Linked DNA regions of Rattus norvegicus: region 1 is linked to region 2. A link is a contact called in public Hi-C data. All regions are on one chromosome and are shown on one strand. Each heading gives the region's core, a stretch centred on a gene start, on an enhancer-like site or on the middle of the called end of the contact. The rest is flanking DNA. Distances are from core to core; before and after follow the strand shown. Region 1 overlaps Arhgap10 (Rho GTPase activating protein 10). Region 2 holds the start of Tmem184c (transmembrane protein 184C).

Region 1 (5,229 bases), core at 780-3,279, 200 kb after region 2:
TTCCCCTCCCCCCTCCCCCCAGTCTGTTCTGCAAGGACAGCTGCTGACATTTTGGCCCGCTGCAGTTTTCATCCCTCTTCTCCGTAAGCTGCACTCACACTTTCAATTATTTCAGAGAGGATTTTTATGCCCCAAGCTAATTTCCACCTCCACATCACTCTAATTAGCCATCCTGTTCTAAATGTTTCTTGTGTATAATGTAGGAGGCAGCCTCAGTCCCCGCACTCCAACCCCTTCCACCCTTTTCATTCCTCTTTGAAAGCCCCGGAGCTGATGATTTCAGAAACCTTAGGGCGGCCTAGGACCCTGTGCCATGCACTGCACACCCTGCCCAGGACCCTGTGTGCCATGCACTGCAGACCTTTCTCAGGGTAAGCCCATTTTTTGCTGGGACTCACACCGAGGCATACCCTAACCCCTGCCCACTATGTTCTACCTTAGATCCACAAGTCTCTCTCCATCAATACTGCCTGATAGTTAATGCCTAGGCCATGTGTGTCAGGCTAATAAATAATGTCAGTCGGGCGATTCTACCCCACCTTTGACCTTTATGTTTATATTAAGCCTTTGAAGCACCAGAGCTATTCTACCCCAGAATCTATCTATTTATTATATCTACTTCCCTGCCAATAACCGTGTGATGTAGCTTGCCATTCTCTGCCTGGGCTGCTCTTACTCTGATTGGCCAGCTCTCTTGGCCAATTGTCATGATCCCTGTGTCTTTTCTTCTCTTCATTTTCTTCTCTGCTTGTGGTCCTCTCCTTAGACCACAAGCGTCTGGAACCGAGGCCCTGCCTACCTCTCTTCTGCCCAGCTCTAGGTCGTAGGCACCTTTATTCAACTCCTCCAACTGTCTGTGTACATCGACCGCCTCTGGCTTATTCTCACTCTTCCTAGGTAATGTACATGGCTTCTTTCATTGACCATAAGCTCGCTGAAGGCTACAATTCAGTCCCCTATCCATTCTGCCTAGAATAGTGCCGGTCAGAGTGAGAACCACAAACAGGATGTGTGCACAGTGAGTTATGGCTTCGACAGTGTCATCAGTCCCAAAGATAAGTAAAGTGCAAGTCATGAGCTTGAGAGGCACAGAAGGCGAGATGCTTCCAGTTTCATTTTGGTAGAACGTACTTTCTGTCTTGATTTCTCTGTTCTTCCCAGACGTACGGACACCCACTTGAAACAGCTCTCTTCTAAGCTTGTAGGCCTTAAGGAGAGGAGAGACTGACTGAGGAGGTTTGCTTCTAGATGCTCATTGCTTTGGCGAGCTTTTGTGTGGCCGTTCTTTTGCATGTATGGAGAGCTACAGTTGGATTATAATCCAGTTTTTTATTAATTAGTTAATAACAGCTTTTGATTACTGTGTGTGCTACTTCATTTTGTGTTGCTGTTAAAACCCGCACACAGATGGGTGATTTATAAACAGAACATGTACTTAGCTCATAGTCCTGGAGATCTGAGTGTGACATTGGCACCTTCTTGGCTTTGATAGGGGCCTCACCGTGGTGATGTGCTTCGTGCGACAGTGTTTGTATAAGAGATTTAGGGGAGGTGCCAGGCTTCTTAAAACCATCTAGTTTCATGGGAATCCATCCACTTCCATGAGATTTTCATTAATCCCTCCCAACGGTTGTGCCTCCGTGACTTGATAACCCCAGAGCAGGCCTCATTTCTTGAAGATTCCATCACTCCAAGAATGACATATCAGAGGCCAGGCTTCTCAGTACATTAAAATTTACAGGACACATGTACACTGTATCCAATCATAACGTGTTAGGAAAAGTTAGTGCATTTTAGACTAGGGCAGGGACCAGGAGTCATTCTGTCCTCCTAAGAACAACTGGAGTATTTTGTGGTAATATCGAAAGTTATGAGCTAGCTGTGAACTGGGGAATCTGGAGAGAGAATCAGAAAAGTCCATGGCCCAGCAGCTCTGGGTGTTCAGACATTAAGACTCAGGGTGCTCAGCAGTGTAAGGGGAAGCCATAGCGAGAAGACTTGAGAACCATTCGGCTCTGTGCACAGCAATGCCTCGTGAGGGTAATGCGAGCCAACCACTGCTTTCCGAGCCAGAGTTTCTTAACTGCTCAGCGTGATTACGGGTTTTGGCTTTGGGTTATACTGTTGGTAGATGAATAATCAGATACAAACAGCCATGGTTTTTAGGTAGAAACTCTCATTTTGCTAACTTTATACTTAAATTTTCTTTTACTCAAAGACTTTTAATTACCAGAGAAATACCACCTTGTCTTTAGAAACTTCTGAAAATTTGTGGGAAAATATTTATCTTCCAGTTTATTTTAGCCATTTGAATAGTGCGGGGGCATTGGCTTAATGCTTTACTTGGCTGTGTGGCCGTTCCCCAGCCATCTCCAGGCCTTCTTTGTACCTACCCAATCAGAAGACCCTTATTTGTGAAACTGTGACTCCTCCTGTGCTCTCAGCACAACTGTCTTTCTGTTTGTCTATCTTAGATCCCTCAAGTGTAGGAGTTTCTCTTTCTATGTCTGATATACACTGCCTTTCGTATGAGAGCCTAAGAGTCCATCCATGTGGCCAGAATCTGCTTCCTCTTCTTCGTAAAGCCATGATCTCGCTATGTAGTCCAGCCTAGTCCTGGTCATGTCCCTTAGCTCCCCAAGTGCTGGTGTTAACAGCTGCTCATTTCACCCATCATGATTTGCCTCCTTTTGTTATATTTCATTGTGTATGGATGCGCGCGCGCGCGGGTGTGTGTGTGTGTGTGTGTGTGTGTGTGTGTGTGTGTGTGTGTAAGCCAAAGGAAAGAGCAAGAGGACATCCAGTGTCTTGCTCTGTTACTCTCTGCCTTATTCCCTTGAACCTGGAACTAGGCTAAAGGCCAGCAAGCCCCAGCAATCCTCCTGCCTCCACTCCCTTACCCTCCTCCCCCACCCACATAGGAGAGAATGCAGGCAAGACTTGGTGCCCAGCCTACCTGGCACACTGCCCTTCTAACTAGTAAGCGTGGCACACCATGCTCCTGAAGTCTGGAGCAGTGTGAGTAGCCGGCAGCTGGCCTGCGACAAGCCTGGACTCTCCATGTCCCCTTGAGTGTGTTTTGTTCACAGAGACCCGGGTGGTGTGAGCCCTCACTGTCCAATCTGAGGTAATGTGCTTACAGTCACAGTCGATAGGCCTCCACCATGTAGGTGGCTACTTGTGTGCAGGACAGCAGATCTGTTCTCTGAGACCACCTCCAGAGTTTATCTCCACACTCTTTAGGGACTCTTGGGCATTGCTGTCTTGTGCGGCGGCGGCGGGGGGGTGCTCCAGTAATGATGGGACCCCCCATAGCGCTGTTACATGCATGTGTATGACCACACCCGACATGTTATGTAGCTTCTAGGGTCCTTGTGTTTGTTCCGCAGGCGCTCTTACCCTAGCTCTCCAGCCCCGTCCACTTTAAAGGGTGGATTTATTCCGAGAGCACATTTGTCCCGTGTCCATAGAATGTCAGTTGCTTCCAGCTCCGAGTCGTGAACAGCATTGCTACACTCGCGGCTGCACCCGTGGTGCTATCCTTGTTCTCAGTTATCTGCACGTGTACCCCAAAGTGTATGATGGTAACATCATCACCCTACTTTTATGGTTTTTGGATCTGCCATGGCTTTCTCTGTGATGAGAACCGCTCCTAGCAGCCACCCTGATGGGTGTGTGGTGGGGTCACTGTGCTTCCCTCATGACCGGTGCTCACCATGTGTGCTTGTCCATCTGGGCGTCTGATTTGGAGAAAGCCCTAAATGCACGCTTCAAGGGGTAAAAATTAGCAGAGTTGAAGAATGGTATTGCTTGATAACCTCTAAAGATGGCTTCTGAGATGAGCCTTCAGCTGTCTTCTCTGGCAAGGTGCTCCCTCTGTTCTCTGTCCCTCTGTCCCTCTGTCCTCGCCAGGCAAGATGAGTGGAATGCAGTATGAATAGCTTCCAGCTGGCAGTGGGAGCCCCTGTGCTCTGGGGATCTAGCATCCTGTGGGTTTAAGCATCCGCCCACCTCCACACCCCTCACCCAGTGCCCGGGTGACTGTGGCAAGAAAGCTTTACCCTTAGAGGACTTGCTTATGCAGGTGGTGTTGCTGGGACTTTTGACTCTGTTCCACGGAGAAGTGTAATCCCTAATCTTCAGTCTTTGAGGGACATCAAGCTCTTCTTTAGAGTTTGGGAAGGGCCATTTTAGACTTTTCTGTATGTTATGTCCTTGGAGCAGTGGTGCTGTCCTGCTGTGACAGGAGAGTAGCAATGAGTTGGACACAAGTTCTAATACAAGTTTATAAAAGTGCCCTGCCGTGGCCAGCACCGGGCTGTTGACCTCTGGTTTGATGGTCCCCTGTTGTGGGGTCAGCTAACAGTGCTTGTTTTGATGCAGGCTGACCTCCAAGTGGAACAGAACCGGCAGCATTTCTACGAGCTCTCTCTTGAATACGTGTGTAAGCTCCAGGAAATCCAGGAAAGGAAGAAGTTCGAGTTCGTGGAGCCGGTGAGTAGCAGGACGTTGGTTGCCATGGATTCCGTTGTGTAAAGACTGAGGGAGACCTCACATGAAGGGTGGACACAGGCTGGGAAAGGCTAGGAAAACATCAAACTGTTGGGAGGTCTTGGCACAGCCCTCTCCTGCCCCCGTCAGGAGTACAGCACCCCCCCCCCCACCCCCCCCCCTGTCAGGGGCACAGCCCTCCCCCACCCCCACCCCTGTCAGGGGCACAGCTCCTATGCATGGCCTTAAGCACTGCATTTGGTCTGTGAATGCGAGAGGCAGTGTGATGAGATGATAGTGCACTCGCTTAAATGCGTTTTTGTTTCATATATTCATGATTATTTCTATGTCACACGGTAGCATTTGAAGCAGTTTTGTTAATGGCTTTCTCCAACAGAAACGTTTGTGTTTTTAAAGTGTGTGGATGTGCACGTGAGCACAGTGTCAGCGGAGCGTCCTGGAGCAGGGCTCGTAGGTGGCTTGCCACTCGCGTGGCTGTGGGCATTTTACTTGATTCCTCTAGAAGACCAGAACATGCACATGGGGCCGTCTCTCCAGCCCCTAGTTTTGTGGTTACTGTGGTGCTTCTAATGAGTCGTTACTTACATATTAATAGGCACTTAGAGGAAGTGGATATAAACATCTTCTGAAAACCAAGTATACACGATGCTTTGTGCAAAGCAAAAAGTTGTGAAGGATTGGAAGTCTGATACTTTTAATACAAGCTGCATTTTCCCT
Region 2 (5,095 bases), core at 2,251-4,750:
AAACTAGGATGTTTAACAAGGTAGATTCAGTCTGTCCCGTGTCCAAAAATAGCATCAGTTGAAGTCCAAGTCCAAGAACACAGAGAAAGACAATCAACACAGAGACAGCTTGCCCCTGCCACAGGTACATAAACCAGGTAATCAGGCAACTCAGTCAGCTTACAATGGTATCGAGTCTAGCAGGTTCCAAGAGGAGCAGAGTTCTCCCAACTCCCTCCAAGGGGTGGGGGATTGAAGCTCAATCCAGACTCCCCTCAGTCATGACCTTAAAGCATGTCTGCTAGCCGTAATTTTACCACACCAGACCAGAGGCTCTTACAGACAGAGCACCTTACAGATGCTTGAGAGCAAACCAAAAGCAAGACAGACAACATGGGTACAGATAACCGTGGTACCTGACATAAAGCTCCAGCTGTTCCTGTGACCACCGAACCTCATAGGAGGAATCTGGCTTTCCAGTCAATGCACCAAATGTAAGGCTTGAAGTGAGTCTTATCTACTGAGAGACAACCCCCCTACACCCACAGGGAGACATGAGAACGGAGTCCAATGCAAACACAAGAGGTTAATTTTTCCAGCACGTCAGGGTCTACCCTCAATCAACCTCTCATGGAAAGTGGTTTTCTAGGAAGACAACCCAAAATGGCTATAACAAGCAGTTTTTATACTTTTTAGGGGTACAGGTTATATCAGTAAGGTTACAGTTTAGACTTATTGGCTAAGCATATTGACCTTTGAATCTATTAGCTAGCAAGCATGTGACACGCACTTCAACTCTATCTGGGACCAGAGGGTCAGGTGACTACCAGTCAGTACATTCTGTGGTTTTTCTTTTTTTCTTTTTTTTTTTTTTTCTTTTTTTTTTTTCGGAGCTGGGGACCGAACCCAGGGCCTTCCGCTTGCTAGGCAAGCACTCTACCACTGAGCTAAATCCCCAACCCCAACTGTGGTTTTTCAAGAATGTTCCTGCTCCTCCTGAGAACTGGGTGGAGAAAGGAACTTGGTCTAACTTTGACTCAAGGCAAGGAACTGGTTCTTGGCCTAGTCTTGACCTGAGGTTGTGGGTATAAGGCTGGTGAAAGCCCCTAGGGTCCTTCAACTTCTTCCCAGGGGTGCAGGGATGGTTCAATATATAGAAATTCATCAACCTAATCCACTATATAAACAAACTCAAAGGAAAAAAAACCACACGATCATCTCATTAAATGCTGAGAAAGCATTTGACAAAATTCAACACCCTTTCATGGTTAAAGTCTTGCAAATATCAGAAATTCAAGGCCCCTTTCTTAAACATAGTAAAAGCAATATACAGCAAAACAGTAGCCAACATCAACTTAATGGGGAGAAACTCAAAGCAATCATAATAAAATCAGGAACTAGACAAGGGTGCCCACTCTCTCCCTACATATTCAATAGAGTAGTCGAAGTCCTAACCAGAGTAATCACACAACAAAAGGAGGTCAAAGGAATACAAATTGGAAAGGAAGAAGTCAAAATATCACTATTTGCAGATGATATGATAGTATACTTAAGTGACCGCAAAAATTCCACCAGAGAACTCCTAAACCTGATAAACAACTTTAGCAAAGTGTCTGGATATAAAATTAACTCAAACGAATTGGTAGCCTTCCTCTACTCAAAGGAAAAACATACTGGGAAAGTAATTAGGGAAATGACACCCTTCACAATAGTCCCAAATAATATAAAATACCTCAGTGTGACCCCATAGGAAGAACAACAGTATCAACCCACCAGACACCCCAGAGCTCCCAGGGACTAAATCACCAACCAGAGAGTACACATAGAGGGACCCATGGCTCCAGCCTATATTTAGCAGAGGATGGGCCTTGTTGGGCATCAATGGGAGGAGAGGGCCTTGGTCCTGTGAACACTGGATGCCCTAGTGTAGGGGAATTCCCCGGGTGGGGAAGTGGGAGTGGGTGAGTAGGAGGGAGTCAGTGAATTGGGGAGTACCCTCATGGAGGCAGGGGTCGGGGGATGGGATGGGGGTTCCAAAGAGGAAACCGGGAAAGGGGATAACATTTGAAATGTAAATAAAGAAAAAGAAAGAAAAAACTTTAAATGTGGACCAAACTAAAGTCCTATGGCCCCTTTAAGGAAAGTTGCAAATAGAGATCACAAAAAAAAAAAAAAAAAAAAAAAAAAAAAAAAAAAAAAAAGACTACAGAAGTCAGACTCCAGGCTCTGGTAACTGAAGATTGTGTGATTTCATCAATATACATATGAGACTCTGGCCCACCGCATTTTGCCTACATGGGTAATAGGCAGAATTCCCCCTGGTTGGATGGCAAATATTTAAACATCAAGCAGAGTCCAAGGTCAGAGAAAACAGCTCTATTACTTTTTTTTTTTTTTTGGAGCTGGGGACCGAACCCAGGGCCTTGCGCTTGATAGGCAAGCGCTCTGCCACTGAGCTAAATCCCCAACCCCAACAGCTCTATTACTTAATAGGACAATATTTGGACAGATTAATCACTTGAAACTTTTCTCATTCGTGAAACAGAAAACTGCCGGTCGCTACTCGCTACTTTTATGCAGATTAACTCATACAAACTGTGTTGAGTAGTGTTTCACTTCAGAAAATGACCATATAGGCAGTGTTAATGTGTCTAGTCGGGACTCAGATGCTTGACTTTTCCCTTGATTTAGAAAGACTAAGATCGGTGTTGGGGATTTAACTCAATGGTAGAGAGCTTGCCTAGCAAGCGCAAGGCCCTGGGTTCGGTCCCCAGCTCCGAAAAAAAGAAAAAAGAGAGAAAGACTAAGATCCCATTTGCCATTATTTGATCTCGACAGTTATACAGCTAAAAGATTTAGGTGTATAGATATTAGAATACCAACGTTTTGGATCTTAAATGAGTAAGACTTTTTTAAACACAAGTTCCAAAGTTGAACATTTCATATTGGCGGTTACTTCCAAATAAGCTTGTTTTTAGAATGGTTCTTCTGCTCAGTCTAGAAATTATGCAGAGAAATTCCTCCTTAGGACTCTAAACTCTAACAACTGACTGAAATCTAAACAAAGGTTTCCTATTCTGTCTTTTTCCAGCGGGCTTCCGACTTTACCCCTAAAGACAAATGGGAAGTCTTCTGAGGAAAAAAAGGCTGTTTCAAGTTCTGCTCCACAATGACTGCCCCTCACTATGAGTTTTCTTAAGATGGAGTAAAGTCTCAAGAACATAGCAGGTGTTTCTGAAACGTCCCCAGTTCCTACAACCTCTGGAAGCCTTTTAGGGAACCACTAGGACTAGATAAGTTAGCGATGCTACCTTCCTCTGTTGCGCTCCTCTGCTTCCCTCGCCACGCCCTCTCGGTAACCTAGGTTACGGCCACGCCCTCCTCCGTAGCTGACCAATCATAAAGCTTTGCGTTGCGGGACAAGGTTAGCCCAGCCCAGCTTGAAGCCACGCCAATCATTTTCAGTGGGCATGTAGACGGAAACGGAAGTGCTCTTACATCTGTTAATAATGTGTACAGCTACAGTGGAGATTCCGACCGCGTGAGTGAGGCGGGTCTGGGCCGCGTCTTCCGGGGCGGAAACTAGCCTGCCATAGCAGGAAGGAGGGAGAGGGCTGGTAGGGTACCAGTCTCAGGTCAGACCCCTAGTTCCCAGAATCCCCAAGTCACCCCGACTGTCCTCGGGGCCATGATGCAGCCAAGACTCTGGGCGACTTCCAGTTGAGGCGGCGGCGTCGCCGCGGCTACACCGGCTGCATGCGGTTTGGCCGGAGAGGATGCAGCCTGCACCTGCAAACATCCCGAGCGGCCACCGCTGCAGCAGCCGCAAGCACAGAGCGACCCGAGGACGCGGCTCCAACGGCTGGTAAATCTTTCCCTATAGGGCGACTGACGAAAAGGCAGCCGAAAAAGAGGACTTGCCAAGATCATGGTTTAGTTCGTTAACTCGGGTGTTTAGAGAGAATTCGTTTTTTAAAATGCCTTGCGCATGTAATCGGAATAACTGGAGGAAATGGATTCGACCTCTGTTGATACTCCTTTATGCGTTGGCCATCCTGGTAACCGTACCTGTTTGCATCTGGGAATTTCAAAAATTAAAGGTAAGAAGGTCCTACACCTCTACCCTTTCTTACGCTAGTTGACAGAGTTCCTTTGTCTGCCATCTAATGCTTGAGGTCTGCAAAACATTTTGGCTTTGGACATTAAATCAACCTGTCTGGTTTTATTTTGCAGCCACAGCTGGTCCGGGTGGAGAAAAATAGTTAATGTACTCTCTTACAATGGGCTGCTTGCCCAATATCCATCAGTCCCAGAAAGAACTTTATCTTGAAATCAGATCTGCTGTGCAGATATAGGACTTGACCAGATCAAATAAACTACCGTGAAAACTACGTTTTGGATTTTACAAGCTTTTAGCCCGCTTCCTGGAACCAAAGGATTCTTGTTAATTTGACTTTGCTAATTAACTTTACGTTTGAAGTTACATGTTTTCTTTATTTTAAGACTTTAATGAGATAAAGTCTCATGTAGACCAGGCTGTTCTGGATTTTGCTTTATAGCCTAGAATGATCCTTCTACCTTCCCAGCGCTCCAAAAACAGGTGTATCCATCATTCTGTTTATTCAGCGCAGGGTTGAACCCAGGACTTTGTTCATTTGAAGCAAGCACTCTACCAACAGAACTTCATTCCCAGACTGAAGTTAGTCCTTAATCAAAGCAAAAATTTTTACAAACGTCCCTTGTATGCTCCTTTATATTTAAAAAAAAAAAAAAAAGTAGAGGCTCTACTCTGGCGCTCCTGGTTTCCTCAGCGCGGGGATCTTCGTGCTGGCTAGGGGGTCCTCCGATCTTGAGCGTCCTGGCCTCCACCCTATGTCGACTCTGCGCTGGTGAGGCTAGTGTCGGACACCGTGGCCCAGGTGACGCCCTGGGCGACCCTGGAGGCCTCTGCCCGCCTCGGGCACAGCATCTATCCCTGATGTCTGGCTACGCTCCCTCAGGGAGCTACTAAGAAGAAATATGGGGATTGGAGTCTCTGTGGAAGGACCTTCTCCATTGACCAAAAGCTGTCAGTCACAGCTCCAGGACCTGTGTGGGCGGCTGGGCAAAGTAGGGA

The links. Hi-C and Micro-C count contacts between places; a contact is called where the count stands out from the background.
Region 1: a contact with region 2 is called in a Hi-C map of psoas muscle, with 3 times the contacts expected there. The contact joins the enhancer-like site here to the promoter of Tmem184c in region 2. A contact is called at or near these places in 6 of 12 Hi-C or Micro-C datasets (the A7r5 cell line, Schwann cells, frontal cortex and 3 more).

The regions. Positions count from the first base shown.
Region 1 is chr19:47,448,277-47,453,505 of GRCr8, forward strand. Arhgap10 (Rho GTPase activating protein 10) reads left to right here. Exons shown (of 23, transcript NM_001109501.1): 6 at 4,384-4,494. Among named protein-coding and RNA genes, the nearest start is that of Arhgap10, 98 kb to the left of the region's middle. Within about 2 kb of position 2,030, at least 7 of the 93 cell types and tissues checked have an H3K27ac peak or open chromatin away from gene starts, as enhancers often do. A contact at or near this core is called in liver, where this site is marked.
Region 2 is chr19:47,246,031-47,251,125 of GRCr8, forward strand. Tmem184c (transmembrane protein 184C) reads left to right here and starts at 3,501. Exons shown (of 10, transcript NM_178330.1): 1 at 3,501-4,079. The coding sequence starts at 3,957.